Linked DNA regions of Sus scrofa: region 1 is linked to region 2. A link is a contact called in public HiChIP or PLAC-seq data. All regions are on one chromosome and are shown on one strand. The core of a region is the stretch at or near the end of the contact, and the rest is flanking DNA. Distances in the headings are between cores, read along the strand shown. Region 1 overlaps FSTL1 (follistatin-related protein 1). Region 2 overlaps LOC102162379 (a long non-coding RNA gene).

Region 1 (3,407 bases), core at 790-3,289, 110 kb after region 2:
CACTGTTTGAAAATTAAATACCTTCTCTCAAAGACAGAGTGAGAAGTACTCCTGGAGCAGGCTGATTTGTCCGTTTGGGAACCAAGGCAACGCTTAGGGTGTTTTGCACACAAACTTGAGTCCTCTGCTGGGCACTGCTGCGTCTGGCAGCCAGCCCTCACTGCAGTCTCACGTGGCCGCAGATTCCCAGGCCCCAGAGCCTGATCTCTTTATTGCTCCCCGTGTTGCTGTCTTCATCTTTCCCCCTCTACTTTCTTGTCTTGCCTCTTCCTTCTCATCTCTGTCCACCATTACACAGAGGTCATCCGGAGTGTTTGGGCTGCCTTTGGGAACTGCCAAAACATGCACAGAGCACCAGGTTCACATTTCATGCAGAGAGAAAGCTGCACAAAGTCTTGATGCATTATTTTGCTTCACCCCTCTGGGACTAAGTAACATTTCCTCCTACTGAAGGACAGAAAGTAAAAATGTATCACAAACCTGTTCTCTGTCAGGCACTGAGTTAGTGCTAGTGACTCAGACACAGACCCTGTCCCCAAGGAGCTTGCAGTTTGGGGGTGGGGTGGGGAGGCAGACTGGACACGGAGGGGCTCAGAATTATCCAGCACAGTAAGGGCTAGGACAGGGCTGACAGCCTAACCTGGCACTTGGGGTTTCAGGAAGGCCTCCAAGAGGGAGTGTCCCCAAGCTGAGCCCCAACTATGAGTGGTATTAGCCAGACAACAGTGGGGAGGAGAGGGAAAGAGCCTTATCTTATCTAATTATCACAACCCACTGATGCAATTACTATAATCTTCATTTATCGGCAGAGAAGCCATGGCTTAGAGGATTCAGTTACCCCAAATCAGCCACCTAGTAAATAGTAAAGCCAGGATACAAACCCAGGACTTCAAAGGTTCACTAAATCTTATTTCCTTTTTTAAATTTTTTAAATGTTCTATTAAAGATAGTTGATTTCCCATGTTGTGCCAGTTTACCGAGTCTTATTCCTGAAAGTGACTTTGAAAACAAGCAAGGAGCTTTTCTCAAGTTAACATGGTCTCAAAAACAGCTGCCCTTTAACTTCGTGCTCTAACAGCTGTAAGTGCCTGGATCAGTACTCCAGGCCTGGTCATGGTGATTCTGGCCACGTAGACATGGGCATGGCCTCAGCTTGGCTCATGTCCAGGTGCTTCTTTGACCCACATTGAAGTATAGTTGTTCCATTAGAGCACTTGATGCGTAATGGTCAGTGACTCAGGAGATGCTTTAAGCAGTTTCTTTATCCTTCAGATGTATTTACAACTGTTCCATATTGAATAAGACCGCATTGCAGGACAGCTCTAAGACTCCAGCTAAGTGTCTGGGTTTGGTTGCTCAGACTGTCTACTGCACAAGCATGGCTGGCCAAGGGGGCAAATTGGGCTCTCTCCATCCTGTACTCTGCTTGCCAGTCTCTGTGCTCTGCTCTGGGGCTTGTCTGCCCACCCATAAGGAGGACCGCCTTTTTCCTAACTGATATGCAGAGCTCCCCAAACCCATTTTCTTGCAGATACATGATGCTTATTGGACCATGGTTGCCATTTCTCCTCTGTACATTTTGTAAATTGATATCATTCAGAGTCTTAGAAAGTTTTCATAGCAGGCCTCCATCCAAAGCCAGTTCTGTATTTTTGTGGATTTTCCTCATGGATTACCTAAAATGATACAAATGGAAATTTTTAAAATCTGTTCTTGTGCACCCACAAATGTGCTACTTTTGGCTCTTGGCCCAACTCAATCTAGTTTGGGAACTATGATTCCCCAGGGATTGAGAAAAACATTCCTAGCTTCTCCCTGATTGCTGGATTAGCACAGCTTCCCTCAGCCCACAGCTGAATTCCAGCCCCGAGGAAGAACTATCTTGGAGTGAACTCCCAGCCTGGAGCCTGTCAGAGGTTGTGTCATGTGTTTGCATTAGCTGAACAAAAAGCAGGCAGGCTTTCCGGCCTTGTTCCCCCTCCTCCCCACACCCCCCTCTGGAGAGGCCAGTTAAAGTCTAGACAGTGTCTGCTTGGCAGTGAGCCTTTTCAGCACAATCTGCACAGTTCTGCAGCTCTGACTTGGGTTGTCTCTCTTCACTCATCCCTGCCCCCTGCCCTCTTTTTCTTAGCTAGACTTCCACTGTCTCTGGGGACTGGCCTGAGCCGCACATATAAGAAGCAGGTGAATGAATTTATGAGGCTGTCAGGTCCAGCTGTCTTGAGAGGTTCAGAGTTGAGACTATACCTGCAGTGGTGGCTGAAGCTGTGGCTGAGTTTATAGAGCTCCCTGAGGTGAGCCGGCTTCCAGCAAGCCTCCTCTTGTTGCCAGAGATGGGCTGCAGTGAACCAAGGACAGATGGTAGCACCCAGGTAGCAAGCTTCATGCCATTCATGGTGGAGTGAGCTTGGACAAGTCACTGGATCCCTCATCTGCAAAACATGGGGGCTAGAGTAGGTGAGCTCTCAAACTCAGCTCTGAGGTCCTATCCATAGGAAAGGAAACAGGCATTTATTTGGGGTTGGATTGTCAAAGTAGTGTATTTAATGGAGTTAGAATATTTGATTGGCTCTTATCTTAACTGATGGCCCAAGGAGGAACAGTTTGAAAGAGAAGCTGACCCAGGAATGGGAAAAGGGAATGAGTAAAAGCAAGGGACATTCCTTGTCCCTTACTTCCTCCTACATAGATTGAGTAAAATGTAAGTGGCACCTGAACAGCCTTCATTCCCAGGAATTCCAACAGATATTTATTCTGCAGAAAGGAATCACTTGATTTTCCACTTTAGAAAGCAGCTCCTGCACAACACTGGGCAAGGAAGGAAGGATGCTGGGTCCTCTTGGGGTTGAGCAAAGAATCTTTTTAAAAAAGAAAAAAGAAAGAAAGCATCCCAAAAATTCCCAAGTATGCAACTTGAGCTTTTATCGACCTTCTAAAAACACCCAAACACAAGACTTTCCTCTGACTTTTGTAAATGCTCACATTTTCTTTTCAAAATAATGATTTAGTATTCAAGTGGCTTTCAAAAATAGTTGTCTGAAAATGTTGCCTGGACCCTAATTTTGTTTTCCGGAACCTTTCTTGCCTTCTCAACATGTTGCCTGGCCCATGACCAGGATCCTGGGTTTCCTCAAAAGGAACTGATGAAGTTCCTGCCCTGGTCCCTAAGCCCTCTCTAAATCAGTGCAGGGCTCTTGTTACAGCTGAGGGCACTGCTCTTTGGCCTTTGAAAACTCAGTGGTGAAATCAAGTGACTTGAAATGGTGAGCGCAGGAAGGAAGCAGAGGCCAATGGACGTGTTTTAGTCCTGCTTAAAAATGCTCAGTACCTTGGAGTTCCTGCTGTGTCACAGTGGGTTAAGGACCCAGCATTGTCTCTGAAGCGGCTTGGGTCACTGCTGAGGTGCG
Region 2 (3,059 bases), core at 27-2,526:
ACTGAAGAGTTTGCTTCTAAAATCGTTTCTTCTCCAGGAACATTTTGGAAATTGCTACAATTTATTTAGCTAGAGAAATACAAAGAAATGACATCTTCTGAAAAGTGTTCCTCTTTAATTTTTTACTTTTTGATGTTTTTAGGCTTTTTCCTTTTATTTGACAATAGCAGAACTGGATCAGTTTCAGTTATATAGAAATATAACTTTCATTTGTGATAAATAACCATTATTATTATCACACTGCCCAGGCACTTCTGCTCCTATTGACTCATGAGTCACTAAAATGCTTTCGCATGGTAGAAATGGACAAGGGCTGTTCAAGATAGAAGGTACTACAATGTATGGGCTGTCAACCGTCCAGTAGTTTTCCAGTGGTAGTTTGTAGACTGAGTGTGAGTAAAGAAAGACCCAGAGATAGACTCTCCTCAAGCTCTGTAGGGTATCCATTTGCCCTGTTCAAAGGCTATGTGGCATCAGGCATCTGGGGATCCCAAGCAGACATGACAATCCTTTCTTTCTCTTGCTTCCACAAGGAGGGCACTCTGGCCCAGGAAGCAAATGCAGGAGAACATGAAAGGTGAGTGAGAAGGAAGCCAGAGCCTGGGGAGACCACAAGATAGTGTGAGCAAAAGGCTGAACCCATGATGAAAGGAAAAAGCTAGGGGAGGGAAGGTGGGTAAGAGAAAGAAACAGTGGACAAGGGCAGAACAGAGGACTAAAGAAGTGGCTCCATTTTTCCAAGGGCCATTGCTACTTTCTGCAATGCAGGTCACTGTAAGAATCTATTTAGTTTTTAGTTAACAAAAGAAGGGAATCCTTTCTGATGTTCCAGAGTCCTTGACAAGAGATGGTTCGGGTTTTTAGGGGAACAAGGACTCCTTTCTGTGAGCATACATCCTAGCCAGAGGTCTGGAAATCTGCCCCCTCCCTCAAGGTGATCCTCAAATACAGCCAGAGTGGGGGGCCCACTGCCCACCCCAGGGTCACCCTCCCCCAAAGGGTCTGCCTACCCCTGTCAGTCTGCTCCTCAGGGCTGCAGAAGCCTAGGATCAGGGTGGAACAGAGATCCCTGTGTCCTGATCTTGCTCTTCCCCTCCATTTCCCTCTTGCCTCCTCCCTCACCTCTGTCCCTGGTCCTCTGGACTCAAGTTCTCTCCTCCCACGTTGCCCCTCTCTGGACTTTGTGACTCAAAAACTCAAGCACTTTAGGAAAAACAGCGCTCAGTGTATTCTTAGGCGTGGGTGCTGCTGCCCCTTTAAAATCCACCATCGACAGAGTGTGGGGGTTGGGGGGAAGCGGGGAGGAAGAAAGAGAGGCAGGTCTTCTGTCTTTCTTCCCGAGATAAAGGTTATTCTTAGCAGTAAGATCGGCTTGGCATTTGGGGAGATTTGTGTTTCTCTCCTTCCCGTCCCAGGAGTTTTGCACAATGCAATTCCTCTTCTTTGTGCGGGGAAGAAGATGAACAGGGAGAAAGAGAAGGGAAAAAAGAAGGGCGCGCCATCACTGTTGCCCTCGTAGGCATTTCCCAGGACTTACTTTGGAAAGCTGGTCTAGTTGGTCAGAACTGGGCAGGAAAGTGCCCTCACTCCATCCCCAGAAGGTCAGTTTAATTCTAACGGACACTTGAAGTGAGAAGACTAAAGGCCAAATAAACTCCCTAAAGGCCTTTCCACAGCACTTTGTATGTCGCACATGTTCAGCTAGCGTTTGCTCAGCCAGTCTCCCGCTTGCACTCTTATTTGGGCTGGGTCTCCCAGGACAGACTTCGGAGAACTAGGAACTTGAGAAAATAAAAAAAAATAAAAAATAAAATAAAAAAGGAAAACGGTGGGCCAATCTCGAAGAAGACTTACGTAATCTGATCCCACTCTGGAACCAGACGGTGAGATTCTGCAGAGCCGCCAGCAGGGGGAGCTCAGGCAGTGTGTCAGAACGTCGGCACCGAAGTTGCCAGGAGCCAAAACCTCCGGATAAACAAAACAATGAATCTTTGTGGTTTCTCTTAGGTTCTTAATCCTGGGAGGCTCAATCCAGGACGGCCTGATTTTCGTCCTAGGGGAGCCAGCTAGCTTCTCCCAGAACACTAGCTGGGTCTTGGATGTCTTAATAGGTCTCTCTCTCTGTTCTTCCCTCCTCAATTGCTTTCTGTCTTCCTCTATTTTTCATCTATTTTCTCAAACTGTCTATGTATCTCTTTATGTGTATCTCCTTCTGTAATTCCCCTTTCTCTGAATCTGTGTTTCTGTCAGTGTTTCTTTCTTGTTATTTCTCTGTATGGTCCTTGGCTCACTAGCAAATGTTAATGTAAATGGGGATGAACCCACTGCAGACTGAGCTCTGAAAGATTTCAAGATCTGGCAAAAACTAACACTTAAAATAAAATGTAGAATAATTATTCTACACGGGTTCACCACTTAGCTATTGGGTCATGTCGTCTTGTTATATTTCTCCTGTCTCTGTCCTCCTAGCCTGCTGCCCTTGCATCCTGCAGTACTGCCTTGAGCATTGGTTGCTGCCAAGCTGCTGCCCACCTCCCCCTCCCATTGATCTCCAGGGGTCAATGGGACCAGCCCAACAATGTTTTTCAGGTCTTTTAGAGAAAATGCCCATACCAGAATAACTGTACCTCTAGTGACATGGTTTTCCACTTCTTAATTAAGACCCAGCCCAGAACACACTGGAACCCTTGGGACGGGGATTGAGGAGCTCCGGGTGAAAAACTGGTGAGGGACTCAGCATTGCACTCTACCTAAAACCTCTTGCCCTCCAGCATTCAGGTGTTCCACCTGGATCTGGTCTACTCTGCCAGAGTATCTTCACTCACAGTGACATTCTCTCTGGAATCTTCCTCATTGTCTGTCTCTCCAGACTGACACTTGGGGACATCTGGCTTATTATAGATTCCATATATATCTGACCCCTATAGGGGAAAGAGTTTAAATGCTTTTCCTGGACTTTTGAGCCCTGGGAATCAAATGTAACCGAATGTGTTTTAAGGTTCCAGAACATCCCATGACAGTCAAGATGCACCCCTATCTTCATACAAAAGGATGCTTTG

Evidence for each region. HiChIP or PLAC-seq counts read pairs in DNA pulled down with a chosen protein or histone mark.
Region 1: an H3K27ac HiChIP or PLAC-seq map of skeletal muscle shows a contact between it and region 2. The contact joins two enhancer-like sites. A contact is called at or near these places in 16 of 47 Hi-C or Micro-C datasets (adipocytes, alveolar macrophages, brain and 10 more) and 2 of 2 datasets of contacts at active chromatin or transcription factors (alveolar macrophages and skeletal muscle).

Annotation. Positions count from the first base shown.
Region 1 is chr13:139,858,497-139,861,903 of Sscrofa11.1, forward strand. The region is part of intron 2 of FSTL1 (follistatin-related protein 1); the gene reads left to right. LOC110256418 (a long non-coding RNA gene) reads right to left here. Exons shown (of 3, transcript XR_002337887.1): 2 at 2,248-2,432; 3 at 1,594-1,676. Among named protein-coding and RNA genes, the nearest start is that of FSTL1, 13 kb to the left of the region's middle. Within about 2 kb of position 2,040, at least 42 of the 83 cell types and tissues checked have an H3K27ac peak or open chromatin away from gene starts, as enhancers often do. A contact at or near this core is called in alveolar macrophages, fetal liver, fetal skeletal muscle and 4 more, where this site is marked.
Region 2 is chr13:139,749,870-139,752,928 of Sscrofa11.1, forward strand. LOC102162379 (a long non-coding RNA gene) reads left to right here. Exons shown (of 5, transcript XR_001303087.2): 5 at 1-2,685. Among named protein-coding and RNA genes, the nearest start is that of NDUFB4, 21 kb to the left of the region's middle. Within about 2 kb of position 1,277, at least 50 of the 83 cell types and tissues checked have an H3K27ac peak or open chromatin away from gene starts, as enhancers often do. A contact at or near this core is called in alveolar macrophages, fetal liver, fetal skeletal muscle and 4 more, where this site is marked.